2 separate regions of the Gossypium hirsutum genome follow, and region 1 is linked to region 2. Evidence: chromatin contacts called from public Hi-C data. All regions are on one chromosome and are shown on one strand. The core of a region is the stretch at or near the end of the contact, and the rest is flanking DNA. Distances in the headings are between cores, read along the strand shown. Region 1 holds the start of LOC121202983 (F-box/kelch-repeat protein At1g26930). Region 2 holds the start of LOC107920074 (transcription factor MYB88).

Region 1 (4,736 bases), core at 698-3,197, 360 kb after region 2:
GTTTTTGTTTTATTTTAATTTCTTGCTGTCGTCATTATCTTTCATGTTTATTTTATAATTTACCTTCATGGTAGTCTTTTCTAATAATGCATCTTTAAAATTCGAATTTATGCTCCTTTTTTGAAAAAGAGTTTTAATTTTTAGTGTTTATCTTAGTTTAACTTTTAAAAAGTTTTGAATGAAGTTAAATCATTTGTGGATTGCCTTTGTGCATTGCCAATGTTAAAAGCCTTTTAGGAACTTTTAGCATTATTGCTCTCAATTATAGTTAATTGTCGGAGTAGTTTAGCGGTAGCAAAGCTAAAATGCTACGTGGTAATGCATCTTTAGTAGTTTACCGGTATTGCCAGTTTAACGATCTTTGTTGTGTGCATTTTTCATCCATTAGACTTTTATGACAATTACGACAAACAACTATCAAAACAATAGGAACGAATGATTCTAAAAGTTATTTCCATTTTGGTTTTTTTTTTTTTATCTTGGTGCGTTTTTCTATTTGTACTTAATTGTCATTGTTTAGTGACTTGTGTTGTCATTCTAATTTGGCACCTCACTAATTTTTATGTTACAATATTGATCTAAATTAATGTAATTTTCATTTAATTTTAAAATTAAAAAAATAAAATTAATGACTTGATGCATCCCAAAGGTGAACAATTTAATCATTAATGTATTTAAAAATATTAAAATTTTGAATTTTCATTTTCATATAACCTTATAAAGGTAATTTAACCCCCCTCAAAAAAAAAAAAACATAAACACAAAATTGGTGGATCAACTTATACCAAACGTAAGTGCCAGTTTTGGCATTGCCAGCTAGGAGTGTTGCCATTTTGCTTATTGATTTAATTCAGGTGTTTAAAAAGGGTGTTTAAAACGTGATGCTTTATTAAGGAATAAAAAAAAACACTCCTACATTTGTTGCATGATTTTTATTATAAAAGTAAATTATCTTTTAAAATATTTGTTTACTCAATGTAGTTAAAAAATAATAAATAATTCTTTCAAATTTGAAATTTCAAAATTTTCAAATGTGAAATAAAAAAAACTTGATTATTATTATTTTCCAAATAAATGGCTTTAAATTCGACAATTTTCTTTTAAAGGAAATAACCCACAGCTTACTCTTAACAATAATAATATATATTTGTTTCCGTAATTAGCAATAAAATTTGCCCATTGTTAATGTGCTTTTTTCCCACCTAATTAGCTAATTTAGCAGAATAACTTTTGCAAATTGAGAAATCACTCAAATTTGTTAGGTCTGTTTATGGTTATTTTTGGCCTCATCTTTAATTTGGCTTGAAAAATACCTTTTTTATTTTATTTAAAAATATTGTTCAAATTATGGTTTTACTCCTTATGATTTAATTTGGAATAATTAGATCCTCTAATTTTATAATATCATTGCTTTGTCCAAGTAACCTGTTAACTATTTTAGTTTAAAATACTAATATTAATTTTTCTCAAAAGAAATCATTTTAGCACAAAACTAATTACTAATATTATATAAAATTAAAATATTAAGATTAAATCGGATGAAATCATAATTTAACTTAAAATATATTATTTAAATCTTTCGAAAGATTGAACCATTTGTGGAATCGTGAATCTGGAATTTGATTTTTTTTTTTTAAGATAATGTAGTTGTAGGAAAAAAATGGGATTAAAAGCAAACCAAATATGTGGACGTGCTTAAAGTATCATATTAAGGGATAATTATGATTTTGATTAAGATTAAGATTACGGAAGTGATGATGGATAATTGTAGTGTGTAATTTGACTAGTCAATTCGATAATTACTTAATTAGTGTGGAGCTTAATTTGTCTTCAAAAACGGCAGAAGCAGGGGATAAAAACTCCACTAACGGAAGCTGGCAGGCAGAGATTTGACCATCCCCCCCCCCCATTCATATATTTACTACTTGCACTGTTAAAAGGCGTAGGGGTACCTAAAATCTATTTTCTCCCATTAAATTAATATATTTTTTTAGAAAAGATAGTGAGAGAGAGGGACAGTTTTTATTCCATCACCTCCTCCGCCTCATCATCATCAATCACATAGTCAACACGTGTCAAACCGGCGCTAACGGGTTACCGGTTTTCACTCCCCCTCCCCCTTTTTATAGGTCCCACCACCGCCACCATCGCCGCCGCCCCCCGCCTGCCCTGCCTTTCCCTCACCACCACCCTCCCGTTCTCTTTTTATTTTTTTCCCTTTATTTATAATTCGACTGCCGAAAACAAACAAAACGTAAAAACGTATTTTATTTTATTTTATTTCATTAAGCAAAAAAAAAATTTTTTTGGAGAGAGAGAAAGAGAGAGAGCAAGTTTAAAGAGAGATAAAGGGGGCCTCTTATAGATTTTGCTCGCAAAGCCAAAACCAAAGCTCCCTCGCTCTGATTTGCAGAGAAAATCCAAAGGACAAATTAACCAGCCTATAGAGAAACAGAGAGGAAAAAAAAAATTTAAACGAAGAAACACGAGAACGCGAAGAACAACAGCAAATCAAAGGAACAACAACTGAAAAAAAAAAAAAGAAAAGAAAGAGAAAAGAGACGGTGTATTAATTTTTTGACGGAAAGAGATTCATTTCATTTTTTTCTTCTTCTTATCCAATCAGTAAGTTCTTCGCAACATTAGTATTATGATTCTTTTTTCATTTCCTTTATATGTCACTTCTTCGCTTTTGTTATTATTCTCTTTTTTTTTTTTAAATTTAATGTTTCTATTTCGTTTATCTCTTTGTGTTTATCTACTAATTAATGAGATGGTATTAATGAAATTATGAGATGATATTAATGAAATTATAAACAGATCTGATTAGCTTTCCTTTCTTCTATTAGTTTGAATCTGATTGTTATTTTATTTTATTTGTTTTTGTTCTTGTTTGCCTTCAATGAAATTCTGAGATCTGGGACTTATTTTTCTTCAGCTTTGTTTGATCGTGAATTCTTTTGTTCTTGTTTTAACCAAATTTGCTTATGTTTAATTATTGTTTTTGACTTCTTTATTTTTTTTTGCCGCTGAATATTTTTTTTTCATTTTATAAGCCTGAATTTGGATCTTTGTTTTATTGGATTCGAATTCCTGTTTGGTTTGGTTTATCGTTTTGAAAATTTATCTGAAACTGCTCCCTTTGTTTGCCCCTTGTTTTCCTGAATAGGTAGAATTTGTTAATCTTGGCTGCGTTATGTTTTGGGGGGAGAAATAAAATTTGTGGTTGTTACAGTGATTTGAAAATTCCCATTGTTATTTTTGGGGATTTTCCCGTCTGAAGTCGGGAGGGGGTCCTAAAGAGTCATGTTGGAGAACCGGTGCTGCAAGTCCTGTTTGGTGTTTGCAAGCTCTTGTCAGGAAGAAAGGAAGTGGGCTTACATGTACAATGGGAAGCGCCCACGGGAATTCTCCGAATCCGATGGTTGTCAGGAAACCAAGTTGTCGAAGCTATCTTCTGATGATTCCTCGAGTGACGATAATAATTCTAATGCTTCTTCTCCACAAGACTCAGGTGACTTTCTCTTGCCAGGTTCTCATGACCAATCCGGTGATGATAGTAAGCGATCTGATTCTTCCTCGGATACAGACTCTTCTCTTATCCACCACTGCTCCATTGGTCTAGACAAACCGGATTTGGTTAACCAATCAGACAGTGACAGCCTGTCGGATTCTGTGGAGGAGTCACCAGAGGAACAGTCTGAGGATGATGGTGAAAATGATGATAGCAGCTTTTCTGATTCTCCCAGGGATGGTCATCGGAGTCATGCTGGGGATTCTTCGTCAGACTTGGATGCATTAATCCAACCAATTGGGAGAGATAATTCCATCAGTTGTCTGATTAGGTGCTCGAGGTCTGATTATGGTTCCATTGCCTCATTGAATCGGAGTTTTCGCTCCTTAATCAGGAGCGGGGAGATCTATAAGTTGAGGAGGCAGAACGGTGTTGTTGAGCATTGGGTTTACTTTTCTTGTCACCTCCTTCAATGGGAGGCATTTGATCCAATTAGGCATAGGTGGATGCATTTGCCAAGGATGCCTCCCAATGAATGTTTCATTTTCTCGGATAAGGAGTCCTTGGCTGTTGGAACTGAATTGCTTGTATTTGGGAAGGAGGTAACTTCCCAGGTTATATATAGGTATAGTATTCTGACGAACTCATGGACTACTGGGACCAGTATGAATGCTCCGAGGTGCTTGTTTGGATCGGCTAGTCTTGGAGAAATTGCAATTTTAGCTGGTGGTTGTGACTCTCAGGGTAATATCCTGAGCTCTGCAGAAATGTACAATTCTGAGACTCAGAAATGGGAGACTCTCCCTAGCATGAATAAGCCAAGGAAGATGTGTAGTGGTGTATTTATGGATAAGAAATTTTACGTGATTGGAGGAATTGGTGGAGCTGGGAAGGATGCACGGGTTCTCACTTGTGGTGAGGAGTATGATTTAGAGACAAAAAAGTGGACTGAAATTCCCAATATGTCTCCTGGAAGAAGTGGAGCGGCCGCAGAGATGCCTGCGGCAGCTGTGGCACCCCCTCTGGTTGCAGTTGTTAATAATGAACTGTATGCTGCTGATCATGCTGGCATGGAGGTAAAGAAGTATGATAAGGAGGGGAACTCATGGTTGACTATTGGAAGATTGCCAGAAAGAGCAGTTTCGATGAATGGTTGGGGGCTTGCGTTCAGAGCATGTGGAGATCGCCTTATAGTGATTGGTGGACCTAGGGCTTTAGGTGA
Region 2 (4,744 bases), core at 656-3,155:
TGACAGAATCAGTACAGTCTGCTGTTCCATCTAAATTGAACCCATTTTGAAGTAAAATTCTTTTGTTATTTGGGTTTATACATGTTGCTGTATTCTCTTTTGCTAAGGCTTCATATTTGGCTCTCTTCTTACATAGTGTCGAGAATCGATTTTTAACAGCATTATCCGTTCTGCATTAATAACATAATCAATGAAAATAAGTCTGGGGTTCGAATCTTAGCTTCTGCAATCCCTTCCCTTATCCCGAAACTGCGCCTTCTTTGAAGTAAAAAATGAGGAAACATATGTATACCTGCCTGAAACCACCTTTGCTATTTCAGTCCATCTATTGCCAAAGACTTTTTGTGCCTGCAGTTCACCATAAGTCATCTGCTTAGAACCCATATTCAACAACTTAAGAAAAAAACACACTTATCCAAACCGAAATTAGTGGTTGTTGTTTTCCTACTTTTTTGAATGACATAAACTGTGTTCCAATTAGTTTAAATGGTCTGGCCTACCTCTAAATGTTTTTTTCTGTTTGGAAAATTCAAACACCTACTGTACCAGTAACATGCAATGGCCTGCTACAACTGATCAATCGAAGTAGCAAATTTCCTCCAAATAAATCACCATTTAATAGTTTTTGAAAAAAAAAAAAAGAAGTCTGACCCCATTAACTTAAATGAAAGTAGACCATACAAAAATAGATTATCACCTCACATAAAAGCATATCTTCCTCTGGTGACCATCCTCCTTTCTTGAAATCTGAATTCAAGTATGTGTACCATCTGTGTTTGTTTTTTTTTTTTCATTAAAACAAACATATTATATCAGTTTTAAAGGATCAAATCACAAAAAATTGGATCAAAATGCAAAGATCATTATGATCAAAATTGATCATATCATGGTATTCAAACCAACCTCCTTCTGCACTGCCTTGTTGTTTTATCCTTGAATTTAGAGGCAATGATAGCCCAGCTGCATTCAAAGATTCAACCAAGATAAACAGAAAACATCAACAAAAACCAACCCCCTTGAATTTCCTTCATCACTAAAAATATAGCAAAGAGCTCACTTTTCAGTTCCATGTAAACTGATTTGTCCACGAAGGATATCATCTTCCTGCAACAACAATCCCCATTAAAGAACCCATTATCAAACCAATAAGAACTCCAACACATATCATGTCAATAAATCAACAAATAGATAAATAAATGAAAAAGAAAAGAAAAAAAGAAAACCTCTTGGGTCCATGTCACTATATGACGCTCCTTCTTCTTGGAATCTTCATTGCCACCATTCTTCTTCCTTGTTTCCTGCATTTTTTTTAAAACTTTGTTTTTGCCTTCACTTATCTCTTATTGACGCTCCCTTGCCCTTTTATTAAAAAACCCAAGTGGCATATGCTAAAAAGGCAGCCCCTTTCTCACCCCTTTATTAAAAGAAAAAAGGGGGAAAAAAACACACTTAAATCCCTGGAAAAGGAACCAACACTTCCACCATTTCCCTCTCTTTTTTCTTTTCTTTGATGTTTTTTTCTTTCACAACACAGCTTACAGTTGGGTTCAAATGGAATCCATATTACTCTCAAGAACTCTATGCTTTGCTTGTCCCCCTCTCCTACACCATTCCTCGGATTCTAACTTTTTCCATATATATTTGGGAAATACCACCCCGCAATTTAAATGCTAATTAAAGCTTGGATTTTTTTATTCAAAATTACATTTATATACGTATAATTGAAAAAACAAACGGGGTAGATCTAAAATGGAGAAAGGATTGAAACTTTGATGAGAAAATAAGGGAAAAAATGAAGACTGACTGATGAAAATTATTTTGGGTTTCTTTCAAAGAACGAAACTTTTTTGTTTTTTGTTTTTTAATACTTTCTCTTTCTTTCAAGGCGTTTGGATTTTGATTTTCTTAATTAAAAAAAAAAGGGGGTTAAAAATATTAATTTAAATCAACGGATTCTTGCTTTAGTGCGCGGGTATGAAGGGAGAGTTTGAAAATTATTTTAAAAATTAAAAAAATTTAAAAGCAAATCCATAAATAAATAACGCTGAATTTCATGATATTGGCTGTGCTTTTAATGAATGCTTCGCAGACTAAGCCCACTGTGCTCTCTCCACGCAATCCCCATTTTTTTTTTTTATTATCTCCCTTAAATATTAACTCGAATTTGAGATAAAAATATTTAAAATATGTTCATCAAAATTGAAAGCATATGTATGTAGTGCATGGATAGGGTTTCTTTTTCAACCTTTCAAATTCAATTTTCTATATAATAAATACATAATCACTTCAATTTAATACTCGGGCTAAAAGTTAAGCTGATAGAAGTATTCTAATACCTTTTTGAAATTTTAGATGAATTTAAAATCTTCACCGCAATTGGAGAATATATAGTGCAAATATCTTATGATTTATAAGTAAATATAAATGAGTTTTTGTAAATGAATACTTAATTATTTAAAAACTATATATATATAATTATTGAAATATATACACATTTTCAACTAGTAGATATCCAATTAATTTATTTAATGTTTTTAGACCAAAAAGTTTACAACAATATAAAACAAAATGCCACATGCATATATATATATATATATATATAACACCTAAAGTAAACTGGGGTTAGTTGCTTTCATTCAATAGATTTTGTCACTTCTCTTCATGTGAAGCAGATAAAAATATTTAGGTTTTAGAGGGAAAGATACAAAAATTGTAAATCAAAATATACGAAACTACACTCTTCAAATAGGAAACTTCTCTTTTGCTCATTGTTTTGGAAGGTTATAAAAACCACAATAAATATCTTTTGTCTTTTTATAAAGAAGAAAATTGTATGATTTTACCATGAATCACCCTTTTAGATCACGTTTTATAATTTTTCATCTTACAATATGATCAGGAAAAAAAATATGAAATTGGTAATTCAACTCCAACTGTTTTAGATAGTTGTTATATTTGAGATGTTGGTAATTTATTGAATGGTATTTATAGGTTGTGCTGAGTATAATAATGATATCTAGCCTATTAATGAAGATTATATCACTTGGAGAAGTATATTTTGGAGATCGGATCGAATCAAATCACCCTATTTAATACTTTGGATCGTGGATATTGGATTGGATTGGAACACTACATTCTTAACTACCAAAAGTTCATGTTTACATTGTTCATTGCTATTATATTGTATTTCAGCTTATTCTATTAATGTTGTTTAATAGGGATTTATATAGATCTTTTTTATGTTAGCAAGTCTCAAAATGTTCTATGTAATTTAGAGACTTATATAGATTATTGTACTGAGAGAATTAAGCACTTAATCTGTCCTTGTGAGGAGATTTATTGTAAGAATGCACATTGATAGTAAAACTCTACATGTTGTGGTTTTACTTGTTGGATTTATAACGATAAATTTAGTGGTGAGAGAACCATTCCTCAAGGTGCAAAGGTGAGGAAAATTGTCACAGGTGTGTGATAGATTAGGATCAATAGCTATAACTGTTAAAGATAATGGATATTTTTCACTTAATTAGGCTCTACAAACGTAGGGAAATTAAACTGCATAAACAACTCCTTTTTGTTATGTTTGTTTACTGTTTTACTTTCAACAATGAAGGAGTGCCTAGTTCTTTATCACTTCTTCAAATACTTGGCTTGTTTCTTAACAACTATTCGAACTAATAGAATATAACATTAAAACATTAAGAAAAATACTTCTTAAAAGTTTAAGGTAAGTTACACTAATAGGATTAATTAACTAAACATTTTGCTAATAATATAATGGTAAATGTTGAAATTATCCTGTCAAAAAAATATAAATATTGTTAATTTTAATATTTCACGGTGATATTTAAGATTTAAGATTTTATGAGTTTGTGTTGTTTTCTTATATAAATAAATTCTATTGCAGTTTTTTTTTTAAAAAATCACAATGATATATATTATTAATAAACACAAATTTTAATTTGTTTATTTTTAAATAATATTAATTTTTTAGTTTAAATAAAAAATAAATTAATACATTTATCTCAAAATTAATATATGATTAAAATAAATATATTTAAATATCTAGTCTATATTTAAATTAAAATTTAATTCAATAGAAATTAAAATAAATTTAAAATTAAACATTTTTTACGATGTTGTAGTTACAAAAGGTATTGTATAAAGTAGTGATAATAAATAAGAAAAAGAGAATGTTGGGTGTAGTGGTAAGGCATATTGCACTCTTAAAGGGAGACACAGGTTTAAACATTAGAGATTACATTGTTGGGAGAGACAGCCATGAACCCCGAACATGAACCGTAAATGGATATAAAAAATAAAAAAATTATATTTTTTAAAAAATAAATAATTCTTCTTTCCAACTACACAAGTTACTTTCACTACAATAAAACAAGCCTACGATGCAAAAAAGGTTGGCGTAGGCACTATTGACAATTCTCACGACGTTTCTGAAACTGTCGTTGTTAGCACCGTTGGCATAGGTATCGCGACGCTTTGGAAAAAGTGTTGGCATAATTCAACCTAGGTCGACCTTTATTCAAGGGTTGGCAAAGATCTAGTCAAGGTCGACCTTTAAAAAGGTTGGGATAAAAGGAAATAGGAAACCTAAAAAAGTCAGAATAAAGCATTCATATGCCGACTTTTAAAGAGCTGGCTCATGCCCCCGTCAAAGGCGACTTAAAATTCGTCAAGTTAGGTCGCACTTGGTTCGAATTTTAAAGAGTTGGCTCATGTTCCAACC

The links. Hi-C and Micro-C count contacts between places; a contact is called where the count stands out from the background.
Region 1: a Hi-C map of leaf shows a contact between it and region 2, with 2.2 times the contacts expected there. The contact joins the promoter of LOC121202983 here to the promoter of LOC107920074 in region 2. A contact is called at or near these places in 4 of 34 Hi-C or Micro-C datasets (all in leaf).

What each region holds. Positions count from the first base shown.
Region 1 is chrD13:12,811,934-12,816,669 of Gossypium_hirsutum_v2.1, forward strand. LOC121202983 (F-box/kelch-repeat protein At1g26930) reads left to right here and starts at 1,948. Exons shown (of 2, transcript XM_041108755.1): 1 at 1,948-2,625; 2 at 3,170-4,736. The coding sequence starts at 3,307.
Region 2 is chrD13:12,453,941-12,458,684 of Gossypium_hirsutum_v2.1, forward strand. It overlaps LOC107920074 (transcription factor MYB88), which reads right to left and starts at 1,906. Exons shown (of 12, transcript XM_016849593.2): 1 at 1,224-1,906; 2 at 1,058-1,104; 3 at 904-960; 4 at 698-770; 5 at 293-348; 6 at 1-170. The coding sequence starts at 1,304.